Linked DNA regions of Sus scrofa: regions 1 and 2 are each linked to region 3. A link is a contact called in public Hi-C data. All regions are on one chromosome and are shown on one strand. The core of a region is the stretch at or near the end of the contact, and the rest is flanking DNA. Distances in the headings are between cores, read along the strand shown. Region 1 has its middle 85 kb from the start of POLR1A. Region 2 has its middle 91 kb from the start of ST3GAL5. Region 3 overlaps ST3GAL5 (lactosylceramide alpha-2,3-sialyltransferase).

Region 1 (4,294 bases), core at 619-3,118, 150 kb before region 3:
AGGAGCTTGTATAATGACTGATTCTAGGACCCCATCCCAGAGATTCCTTTTTTTTTTTTTTCTTATTTTTAGGGCTGCACCTGTGGCATGTGGAAGTTCCCAGGCTAGGGGTCGAATCAGAGCTGCAGCTGCCAGCCTATGCCACAGCCACAGCAACGATGGATCTGATCCTCATCTTCGACCTACACCACAGCTCACAGCAACGCCAGATTCTTAACCCACTGAGCAAGGCCAGGGATGGAACCCACAACCTCATGGTTCCTAGGCGGATTCGTTAACCACTGAGCCACGACGGGAACTCCAACCATCCCCTCCTGTTGGCGTGATAACTCTTCAACATTGGAGTCGTGGACGGCAAGTTTCCCTACGAAGATCTTAAGGTCTGATCCCTGCACTCAAAAAGCAGGAGTGCATGTGTGTGATAAAGCTCTCGTGGTGCCAAGGACGCAGTGGAGTTCAGAGGATGCCTTGATCAGCTTCACCTGGGGGGTTGGCAAAAAAAGAGACTGTGATGCTTCTGGCTAGAAAGCAGGAGGCTCACAGCTGCCCCTAGCCCAGCCCATTAAGGAGACTCTGCGTCTTCAACTTACAAGTTCCTACCAACTGGGCACCTGTGGGGGCAGGAGGAGGGGACACTGGACCAGCAAGAGTTTCAAGACGCAGCTCTGAGAAGTTTCCATTTAAAAAGCTAAGCTTGGAGTTCCGTCGTGGCGCAGTGGTTAACGAATCTGACTAGGAACCATGAGGTTGCGGGTTCGGTCCCTGCCCTTGCTCAGTGGGTTAACGATCCGGCGTTGCCGTGAGCTGCGGTGTAGGTTGCAGACGCGGCTCGGATCCCGCGTTGCTGTGGCTCTGGCGTAGGCCAGTGGATACAGCTCCAATTAGACCCCTAGCCTGGGAACCTCCATATGCCGCGGGAGCAGCCCAAAGAAATGGCAAAAAGACAAAAAAAAAAAAGCTAAGCTTGAGTTACTGAATGAGGATCATGCCTCCGGTTCTTGAAGCACCTCCTCCCTCTTTCCAGGAGAGGTAATCAGGAGTTCTGTTTTGTCTGGGACACATCCCCACTTAGGAAAGGCCAGAACCTGGTCCCAGGGGATAGGGCTGAGCACCTCATCTCGCCTGGGCTGCCCTTGGGTGTCCTTAGAGCTGTTGAGCCTTTGGTGGTGGTTGTTTTGTTTGTTTTGGCCATGGCATGTTGCGGCTTGACGTAGGATCTCGGTTCCCAGACCAGGCATTGAACCCTGGGCCACAGCAGTGAAAGCAATGATTCCTAACCACTACACCACCAGAGAGCTCCCGGAGCTGCTCAGCCTTTGAGTAAATCGAGGAACCCAAGAGTTTGGGCTCAGAGGCCTGGAAGGCACATTTCAACCTAAAAAAATCCCACCCACGCCCTTCCTCTTCTCGTTCTGCACCCACCCAACCTTGCCCACTGCACCAGGCCCCCAAAGATGCAGGCCCTGCCTTCACAGATCTTGTGATCTGGGGCCCCAAACATGCAAGCAACAGGAAATTCAGCCCCTTGTGGTCTGGCTAGAGGTTGAGGAACCCACCAGGCATCATGCCAACCTGTGCCCTACCCCTGCCACTCCAGATAGGGACAGCGTGCACCCAGCTGGCTCTAGGGGGCTTTGGGGAGGGGGCCGAGTGGGGAGGGAAGTGAATCCAATCAGGAGTCCAGTCCTCGCCACCCTCCTCATGAGTCTGCTTCCACCCTAGTCGCTTTACCTACTCTCCTGAGTATAGGAGAGGCCGCCCTGTGGTTCAGCCTTAGGCCTTTCTTTTCGAGCAGCGGTCAGCCCTGCTCAGAGGTCAGGCGACCCTGCTGGCTGCTGCTTTCTGGACTGGTTTCCCAACACTGTCGTCTCAAGGAGCCAAGCCGGCCCTGGGCCTGTGGCCTCACATGTGATAGTTTCAGGAACCCTAGGCCCTGGTTCCCCTTCCTTGACCCATGGTTCTTGCCTGGAAGCGTGAACCTAAAGTCCCCATGCATTCAACCGGTCAGACCTCAAGAACGTCCTTGAGCAGCGTGGCTGCCTTTCAGGCAAGAAACTGAGCCGTAAGGAGTTCCTGCTGTGGCGCAGTAGGTTAAGGACCTGGCATTGTCTCCATGCCAGCTCAGTTTTGATTCCTGGCCACCACAGTAGGTTAAGGATCTGGTGTTGCTGGCATAAGTCAAAGCTGTGGCTCAGATTCAATCCCTGGCCCAGGAGCCTGCCAAAAAAAGAGAGAGAAAAAGAAAGAAACTAAGCCGTGAAATTGGATTCCTCTTGGAATCTTGGGTCCTCTGCTGACAGCTACTTGTTCTTTCTGTGCATCAGTTTCCTTGTCTATAAAATGGTCTTTAAAATTATGGAGCGCCTGTTGTGGCTCAGCAGATTACAGACCCGTCTACTATCCATGAGGATTCATGTTCGGTACCTGGCTTCGCTCAGTGGGTTCGCTCAGTGGGTTAAGGATCCGGCGTTGCCGGGAGCTGTGGTGTAGATCACAGACATGGCTCAGATCCCACATTGCTGTGGCTCTGGCGTAGGCAGCAGCTGCATTTCCAATTTGACCCCTAGCCTGGGAACCTCCATATGCTGCAGGCACAGCCCTAGAAAATAAGTATTCACAAAAGTATGTGCAGCTATATGTGTTTACCTATATACCAAGTCGTTTTTAGTGAGGGTAGGGGGCAGTTTTGCCCCCCTGGACGTTTGGCAGTGTCATCTCTGGGTATTAAACAGGAGAGGGGGGTGTTCAAGTCATTTAGCGGGGAGAGACCAGAGATGCTGCTGCATATCCGATAATATAGGGGCAGCCCCTGCAATAAAGAATTACCTCCCCTTTCTCCTGGCTGGCAGCACAGGGGCCCCATGATGCCTGGAGTTACTGTAAAAGGCGTGAACCAGTGGGAGTCTGGAGCTCTGCCAGCCTTCCTCAAGAGGTCCAGGAAGCTGAACGGCCCTGAATGGGTGGACCCTGTCAAGCTGGCCAAGCATACAAAGCCGACGCCCTGTGATGAGAACTGGGTCTTCTGCAGCACAGCAGCTGGACCTCCGGGGCCGCGCTGGGGACCCCTCCATCACTAGGATCTTTGGGGGATGTCAGAGAAGCAGTGTCCTGCTTGACCACTCAGCACAGGCTCCAAGAATGCCACCGGGTCCTCCAGGTCCTGGAAGGGCTGAGAATGGTGGAAAAGGACCAAGATGGGGGCTACAAATGGGCACATCTGGAACAGAGAGATCTGGACAGAATCACTTGGCAGGTGGGAGCTGCCAACAAGAAGCATTACAACAAGTGATGCTGAGTTAATAAATTGCCTCATTTGTAAAAATAAATAAATAAATAAATAAATAAATAATCAAAACATCCAGCCCTAAACATCAGTGGTGTGGAATTTGAAAAACCCTGCCACATACACATAAGGGGAGGGGTGTCAACTATTTCTTTTAAGAAACAGAATCACTTGCATTTTAGCCCCTCTGAGAGGTAAGCAATGGCATCTCAATTTAATTTGCAATTCCCTATTAATAATTCTGAGCATGTGTTCTCTTGTGACACAGTGGGTTAAGATTCCGAGTTTCACTGCAGCATCTTGGATCACTGCTGTGTCTCGGGTTTGATCCCTGGCTCAAGGACCTCCACATGCTGTGGGAGTGGCCAAAAAAAAATCTGAGCATCTTTTCATAAATGTTTTGGCTAGTCTGACTTACATTTATGAGAACTGTCTATTTGTATCCTTTGCTCTTTTTTCTATCGGTTGGTTTCTATTGACCTTTACTGTCAGTTTTTTTCCTTTTTTTTTTTTTTTTTTTCCTTTTTGAAGCCACACCCAAGGAATTTGGAAGTCCCCAGGCCAGTGGTTGAATTAAAGCTGCAGCTGCCGGCCTATGCCACAGCCACAGCCATGCCAGATCCAAGCCCCATCTATGACCTACACCACAGCTTGCAGCAGTGCCAGATCCTTTAACCCACTGAGCAAGGCCAGGGATTGAACCTGCATCCTCATGGATACTGGATGTGTCCTTAACCCACTAAGCCACAACAGGAACTCCTACTGTCCATTTTAAAGAACTCATTTCTTACAGATATGGATAAGCCTTTGTCATCTGCATTCAATACTGCCCCCTCCCCCCATTTAAATGAGTGAGATAATCCAGGTCAAGAATTCAGTGCAGCATCCACACTGTGGTTAAGGAGGCTAGTAACTGTCCATGCAGGGCCATGCCCACCACTCAACTCTAGTTAGGGCAGCTGGTTATCTTTTGAGATACAGAGATAGACTGAAAAGGCAAATCCTCCTTGT
Region 2 (3,918 bases), core at 1,321-3,820, 130 kb before region 3:
TTCCTGCAGAAGCCCGAATGGGAGGTGGGGTAGGGAGACAAAAGCCCCTTGATCTTGTCTTATCAGAGACCCAGTAGCAGAGAGATACAACAAAGTTACAGTTCTGTTACTGAAGAGGATGTAACAAATGGACCATTTGTAAAGACTTGGGCACAGATGAAAGGAAACCAACAAGGATGGTGCAGCACCTCCTTAGAGAGCCATTGGCATGGTCAGCTTGTAGAGACCAGCAGAGGAAGTGGTTACCGGGTTGCTGGAAACCAGCAGTGGCCTTCAGTGTGGGAACCAGCCATAGGGCTGCCAACCCATCCCCCACTGGCAAGGAGCTAGAAGCATCAACGCCCTGTGGACTCTTTCCTCCTGCCCTCCTGTTTCCTGCTGGTGTCCACAATGGGATGAAGTCAGCCAGATCCCAGAAGGGGCGGAATCTCCGCTGACAGTTCACACAGGTCAGCCCCAAGGTGGAGGAGAAAGGGGAGCGGATCAGGACGGACAAATAGAATATTCAGCTCATTCATATTGCCATACAAGTCAAAGCAACACAGTAGCAACAGGCCATCCTTTACCCAGCGCGAACTGTGGACCTAGCGTAAGAAAATGACATAAAGCCAAGGCTGGTGGGTAAATGGGTCTTTCTCCTTGAAAGCTGGTCTGCAGGGAAAGGAGATGTGCTGAGGTCCCCAGAAGGAGGCACCCAAGTGCACGTGCAGGCAGAGCAAGACAAAGGCCATGGCAAATCTCTTTTCAGGCTCCTGGTTCCAGCTCTCTGAGAGGCCTGGAGGCCTGTTTTCATGCAAGTCCCTTGATTCCTTAAAAAAAATTTCCCTTGTACACATGGCAGCTTGAGGAGATTTCTGTTTCTTATAGGCAGAGATCTTGGGTATACTTTGTTTGAAACAAAAGAAACTTTGGCACACTTAATTTCATTTAATCCACATAACAACGCTTGGGAAGTAGGTAGCCTTATCTCCACTTTATTTTATTTTTTAATTTAAAAATGTTTCCTTTTTGGCCACCTCACAGCATATGGACTTCCTGGGCCAGGGATCAGATCCGAGCCACAGCTTCAACCTACACCACAGCTGTGGGGCAATGCCAGATCCTTAACACACTGTGCCCGGCCAGGGATCGAACCTGCATCCTGATGCTGCAGAGACACTGCTGATTCTGTTGCACCACGGCAGGAATTCACTTATCTCCATTTTATTTTTGTAAGGCTATTTTTGTTTTTTAATTAATTAATTAATTAATTAATTAATTTTCTTTTTTAGGGCTGCACCTGTGGCATATGGAAGTTCCTAGGCTGGGGTAAAATCGGAGCTACGGATGCTGACCTACACCTCAGTCACAGCGACACAAGATCCAAGTGGCATCTGTGACCAAATGACACAGCTTGCAGCAATGCCGGATCCTTAACCCACTGAGCGAGGCCAGGGATTGAACCTGCATGCTCACAGACACTCTATCGGGTTCTTAACGGGAACTCCCCCTTACCTCCATTTTAAAGATGGAGCTGAGGAGTTCCTTAGTGGCCTAGTGGTTAAGGATTTAGCATCGTCACTGCTGTGACATACATAGCTTTGATCCCTCAACGGGGACTTCCATGCAATTATAGGTGCAGCCAAAAAAAAAAAAAAAAAAAAAAAAGATGAGGCTATTCGAGGTCCAAATAAGATTAGGACATCTTCATCAAGGGAACTGGAACTCACACACTCCAGTCGGCCTGACTCCAATATTCCAGAATTTTCTAGGACTCCATGAGCTGGCAAGGCTGGCCAAAAGTAATTTTCAAAACCAGAAGGGAACTCCACCCTTTTTTTGGTCTTTTTGCCTTTTCTTGAGCCGCTCCTGCGGCGTATGGAGGTTCCCAGGCTAGGGGTCTAATCAGACCCCTAGGGGCCGGCCTATGCCAGAGCCACAGCAACATGGGATCCGAGCCAAATCTGCAACCCACACCACAGCTCACGGCAACACCAGATCCTCAACCCACTGAGCAAGGCCAGGGATTGAAACCCACAACCTCATGGTTCCTAGTGGGATTCGTTAAACACGGAGCCACAACGGGAACACCAGGAACTCCACACTTGACCAAGGCACCCTATGAGGACTCTGGCTTCTCTGTCTCAGCTTGCCAGCTAAAGCAGCTAAAGCACGCTGGAGTTCCAGGAGGAGCCACCCAGCGCCTGAATATTTGAAAGGGACCAACCCTGGACTTGTAAAACTGTAGCCGAGTTTTTTTCAAGTACTCCCAGGAAAGCAGTGTATTTGCACACGCTGTAATTCCTCAGCTAAATGCCAAGGACTGGGTTGACTGCACACAGAAGCATCCTCACATCCCCCAATTCCAGCACCCCCAGCCCCAGAGATAGACCATGTCATTAGAGGAGGGCTGCCTGCTCACCTCCAATGTGGGAGCCTGGGATGGGGCGCTCAGCCACACTCACACTCACACCCACACCCACACCCACCCACCCACACCCACATACACACGTGTCATCCCATCCCCAGGCCCACTCCCCATCAGCATCCCCACCTCTGAGCAGGAAGGTGAGGTGAGGTAATGTCTCCACTGACCAGCAGCGGCCAGGAGACGAAAATAATCTCAGAAGCACTGTGTTTAATTTAAAGCAGACCCACCCGGCCTTAGCCAGGCTGCAATTTTACTCAGGACAACCAGTTTGTTTTTCTTGGACATTCCAGGAACTAACCGGCCACCCGTATAAAATCCCAAGGGGAATGTTAGGGGGGCCCCTTGCTGGGGTCCACGTGTTCCCTGAAGCTCAACCATTTGCTGCCTCCTCTCTCAGGCCAGGGACTCTTGCCTCTGGTGGGGTCACTTGAGGCCTCTCCCTTTGTTCCCAGTGGGTCCTTTGTCCCCAAGCACCTGACTCAGTGCCCAGAGTTCTGGGGGTAAAATGTTGTCAAATAGATAATAGTGATAACTGATCTGCTGAGCAAGAGCCCTCTCTGTGCCCTGCTGTTTGCTGGCCTTCAGGTCCTTGCCACATCCCAGCAGCCTGTGCTGAAAGTTTTATTGCTCTCTTTTCACAGATGCTCAAGCCGAGGCTAAGGGAGGTCACCTAACTTCTCCCAGGTCATCCTGCTGGGACAGGATGCTTCCCACCACCCCACCCTCAGCTCTGGGTCCAAAGCCCAGGCTCCTCTGGCTGCCCCTCTGGACTCCCCCCACCCCTCCCCACCCCTCAACTCCACTCTCCAGATCCTCTAACCTGAGGAGCTTCAGGGGCTTTACTTGACGGTGGTGCCTTGTCAGTCATATCATTGTGAAGGGAGCACCCAGGGGACACTTGGGTGACAGCTGGTGACAGGGGCTGCTGTAATCAAAGCCCTTCCTTCTAGTTCTTGGCGCCCCTACTTTGGTTTTTTTGTTTATTTTTTGCTCTTTAGCGCCTCACCCATGACATATGAAATTTCCCAGGCTAAGGGTCAAATTAGAGTTGAAGCTGCTGGTCTACACCACAGCCACAGCAACATAGGATCCTTAACCCACTGAGTGAGGCCAGGGATCAAACCTGCATCCTCAGGGTTCGTTTCTGCTGAGCCATGACTGGAACTCCTAGATTTCCTTCTAATCAACCCCAGAAGGGAAACTGCCTCTGCTGCCTCCCTGCCTTACGTCTCTTCACTCTCAGGGCAGCTCTCCAGCCTCATTACTGGGACTTCCCTGGATTTCACCTGGGGTAGGGTAGGCGGGATGGGTGGTGGGTCCTAAGGCAGGTAAGACCCCGTTGATGCCCCAGGCGGGCCAGAGGGAGGGAAGCTAGTGCTGCTGGTGGGGTGGGGAGCCTGGAGCTGAGGCCTGCCAGGGGACTGGTGATAAGGGCCCTCTGAGGGGGGCTGGCTCAGGAGACAATGGGCTTAGTGTGGGAGGCCTGGGCTGTTGCTGTCCCTCTCTGC
Region 3 (4,523 bases), core at 1,380-3,879:
GCCACTGAGCAAGGCCAGGTATCAAACCAGCAACCTCAAGGTTCCTAGTCAGATTTGTTAACCACTGAGCCACGATGGGAACTCACCACTGTGATATTTTAACTATGTTTTGTCTTCCCTACTTGTCCTCCAGGCAAACCCTTGGGAGGAAGGGATTGTGTGATAACATGGTACATGGATGAATATGTACTTATACAGATTATGCTCCAGAGGGAGGAGAGAGATTACTTGAACCACAGTGTCTCATCTTTGAATTCCCGATTGTACCAAAAAAACACACAGTTAAATGGTAACAGGCAATTCTTTTGAGGACTTTCAGTAATATACATTAAGATAATATCCCTTTGAATGTAAATCAGCACAACCACTATGGAAAACAGTATGGAGGTTCCTTAGAAAACTAAAAATAGAACTACTTATGATCTAGAAATCCCATTCCTGAGCATATATCTGGACAAAACTATAATTCAAAAAGATACATGTGCCTGCGTGTTCATAGCAGCACTATTCACAGTAGCCAAGACGTGGAAACAATCTAAACATCCATTGACAGATGAATGGATTAAGAAGATGTGGTCCATATATGCAATGGAATACTTCTCAGCCATAAAAAAGAACAAAGTAATATCATTTGCAGCAACATGAATGCAACTAGAGGTTCTCATACTAAGTAAAGTAAGTCAGAAAGAGAAAGACAAATACCATATGATATCACTTATATGTGGAATCTAAAATATGGCACAAATAAACCCAGATACCAAACAGAAACAGACTCACAGACATAGAGAACAGATTTATGGTTGCCAAGGGGGAGGAGGGAGGGAGGGAGTGGAGTAGACTGGGAGACGGGGTTAGTGATGCAAATTGTTACACTGAGAATGGATAAGCAATGAGGCCCTACTGTACAGCACAGGAAACCATATCAGGTCTCCTGGAATAGACCATGGTGAAAAATAATATAAAAAAGAATACATATGTATGTATGACTGAGTCACTTTGTTGTACAGCAGAAATTGGCACAACATTGTAAATCAACTATACTTTAATTAAAAAAATAAAACTTTTTAAAAAGTTTAATATCCTTTTGAGGAATAGGACAGATACCTCCTGTGCAACTCTTTATATCCCCCAGGCAACAGACAGAACAAGAGTTCTCCTTTCTCTTCCCCCCTAAACTGTGGAACATGAGTTCCCCCTTTAGGTTGGTGGGGCCAATTTTAAACCTAAGTTCGCTGCTGGACCAGTTACAGCTTCTCGTGGGTTCCAGTGCCCTGCCCTGACTAGCTCCAGTAAGGATTCCTGACTCATCCCTGAGTCCCTGACCGGGGACTGGGAGAACCTGAGGGACCAGGTCAGCCTACCAACCCCCACTGCATGTGTGGAGAAGGGGTCATGGCTGCCCGAGCGACATTGTGGTTCTGGAAGAAGGAGGAGCAAGAAACGGAGACCCAGGAGGCAGCCTCGGTGACCCCCACGTCAACCCAGTTCTGAAAGATTTCCAGTGAGAAAGTCCCCTGCAGGGAGTTCCCCGGTGGCTCAGCAGCTTGAGGATCCAGCAGTGCAAGTTCAATCCCTGGCCCAGGAACTTCCACATGCCATGGTCGAGGTTGAAAAAAGAAAAAAGTCCCCTGGCATGAAGGAGGATTGGTGGGAGGCACAGTTGCATGAATCAAACACGTTTGTACAAGGGTTGGTCTGGAAATTAATAAGGAGAAGGTGAAAGCCTGCTCTATCGATAGTGGAATTAGGGGTTTCTTCTATTCTGTTATTTGAGACTTTTTTTTAAATGTAGGTTTGGAGTTCCCTTTATAGCTCAGTGGGTTAAGAACCTGACTGATATCCATGAGGATGCAGGTTTGATCTTTGGCCTCGCTCAGTGGGTGAACTGAGCTTGTTGCCACAAGCTCTAGCGTAGATTGCACATGTAGCTCAGATCTGGTGTTGCTGTGATGTAAGCCGGCAGCTACAGCTCCAGTTTGACCCCTAGCCCTGGAACTTCCATATGCTGCAAGTGTGGCCCTAAAAAGCAAATATAAATAATAAATAAATAAAATAAAGTAAGCAGAGTAGAAGTTCCTGTTGTGGCTCATCGGTAATGAACCCAACCAGTGTCCATGAGGACCCAGGTTCCGTCCCTGGCCCTGCTCAGTGGGTTAAAGACCTGACGTTGCTGTGAGCTGTGGTGTAGGTCGCAGACGCAGCTCAGATCTGACCCCTAGCCTGGGAACTTCCATGTGCTGTGGATGCGGCACTAAAAATATTTTAAAAATAAATAAAATAAGCAGAGCAGAGCTGGGCTGAGTTATTACATCAGTCCCAGCATTCATGCTCCCACACGGGTTCCTTCCTCTCCTGGGTGCTGCCCCTGCTCTTCTCCAATCATCTTGGAACATCACAGAGGTGAGGAAACTGAATCTTTGACTGCAGGTTGATGCTTTAACCCAGGTGACGCTCCTGATAAAGAGATCCGGAACTGGGGGGGGGGTGTTTAGATCAGATGGTCTGATTGTTTTCTTCCTAACCACGGGGTGTGATAAAATATGCATCCCATGACTTACTGCCTGTAAGCGTCCAGTTGGAGGAGTGTTAGTAGTTGTGAGCACTTACACCACCTTTGCCACAATCCCACTTGAATGTTTCATCACACGAGTTAGTTCCCTCTCACCCCTTCCGCGGTCAATCCCTGCCCTCAACCATCAGCCCCAGGCAACCACGGACTGATTGAGATTGTTCTGTGCTGTTCTTATACCTGCAACTTGGTTCTTCAGATTTCTCTGCTGTTAACCAGGCAAAAGTTGTAGACAGCTAACTTTCAAGGGAGTTAAACACGGCGGTAGCCAGTACCACAGTTTACAGATGTGGAAATGAAAGTTTCATAACGTAACCTATACCCTGAGTTCATGTGGTCTGAGGCTGATTGGCCTCCTGCCCAGGTCAGGTCAGCTCCAGACCCTGGACTCTCCTTCAACCCAAATACTGTACCCTGGCCTGAATTATTTATATATTTATTTATTTATTTATTTATTTATTTATTTATTTTCAGGGCCGCACCTGTGGCCTATGGAGTTTCCCAGACTAGGGGTTGAAATCAGAACTATAGCTGCCAGCCTACGCTACAGCCACAGCAATGCAGGATCTGAGCCACGTCTGCAAGCTACACCACAGCTGATGGCAACGCCAGATCCTTAACCCACTGAGTGAGGCCAAGAATCGAACCTGCATCCTCATGGATGCTAGTCAGATTTCGTTTCCACTGAGCCACAACAGGAACTCCATGAATTTAAATCAATCAATAAAAGAGAGCATTGCCTTTTACTTAGCATCATGCCATTTAACCTATATTTCTGAGAGGGATTGTTCTAAAACTTATGAGGTAGAGAAGAAAATGGAGATTTTTATGGAGGCAAATTCATTGTTTGAAACCCCTCAACAGATTCTCACATCATGGTTTTTCCCAGCAGACTGCCTTATCATTGACAGTTGGAAGTGCCCAATGCCTGTTTATTCTCAATTGTGGGCAGCCAGCAAGCTCAACCTGGAAGACTTTCAAAAAGTGAAGCTCTCGTGTCCATGCCTCAATTTGAGAGAAGAGGGAGTTCCTGTATCTTTTTTTTTTTTTTTAACCTTTTTAGGGCCACACCCATGGCATATGGAAGTTCCCAGGCTAGGGGTCAAATTGAAGCTGCAGCTTCCGGCCCACACCATAGCTATAGCAACACCAGATCCTTTCTGGTGCCACACCTGTGACCTATTGAGGCAACACTGGATCCTTAACCCACTGAGCAAGGCCAGGGAGTGAACCTGCATCCTCATGGATACTAGTCAGATTTGTTTCTGCTGAGCCATGACGGGAACTCCCCTCTATGTCAGCTTCTTAACCCACTGAGCCACAACGGGAATTCTGGAATGTCCATCTATAGCGAAGAAAAGAACTTTGTTCATCCCTCAGGCCTGGGGTCTGAGGACAAGTGTGTCTAGATGTGTGATCCCCCTCTCGCCCTGCCCTCACAATTGGGCCTTAAGTGCCTCTGGGTGCAGAGTGTCACTGGCTTGGAGGCCCAGTCAGGGGGAACCCTCCATTCTGGGGCTGCTCTGGGTCACGACCAGTTCCTCGCTTGGCTTTCCTGCCAATCCCTCACAGAGATGCCAGTTGAAGCCCTTGGTCTCAGCGGTGGTTTTGGTCAGCGGCTCTCTGTGGGCAGAGGCTGGGCTTGTGGGACTTGGTGAGGTAGTAGGACCAGGTGAGCCTGCCAGCTCAGCCCTCTTCCTGGGTGTGCCACTGGAGCCCACGAAGTGAGGACACTCAGGACCATCTTGCAAGGTGCCCTTGGTGTCACATGGTGACCTGAGACAGTGACCATGTGTAGTGCCCACAGCATCATCTGAAGCTCAAAGACTGTTCCTTCCCACCTTCAGACACAGAGGCAGATCCTTACACGTAGACAGTGTAACTCTCCCCCATACTAACAACTTTTTCAAGCTATAATTTACAAAAAAGGGAGGGGCTTCTGCTATTGCCAGGT

What was found. Hi-C and Micro-C count contacts between places; a contact is called where the count stands out from the background.
Region 1: a Hi-C map of liver shows a contact between it and region 3, with 3 times the contacts expected there. A contact is called at or near these places in 6 of 47 Hi-C or Micro-C datasets (alveolar macrophages, blood, embryonic fibroblasts and 2 more).
Region 2: a Hi-C map of liver shows a contact between it and region 3, with 4 times the contacts expected there. A contact is called at or near these places in 5 of 47 Hi-C or Micro-C datasets (alveolar macrophages, blood, embryonic fibroblasts and 1 more).

The regions. Positions count from the first base shown.
Region 1 is chr3:58,753,188-58,757,481 of Sscrofa11.1, forward strand. It overlaps the pseudogene LOC110259988. Among named protein-coding and RNA genes, the nearest start is that of POLR1A, 85 kb to the left of the region's middle.
Region 2 is chr3:58,769,566-58,773,483 of Sscrofa11.1, forward strand. No RefSeq gene overlaps it. Among named protein-coding and RNA genes, the nearest start is that of ST3GAL5, 91 kb to the right of the region's middle.
Region 3 is chr3:58,898,547-58,903,069 of Sscrofa11.1, forward strand. All of the region lies in intron 3 of ST3GAL5 (lactosylceramide alpha-2,3-sialyltransferase), which reads left to right. Among named protein-coding and RNA genes, the nearest start is that of ST3GAL5, 38 kb to the left of the region's middle.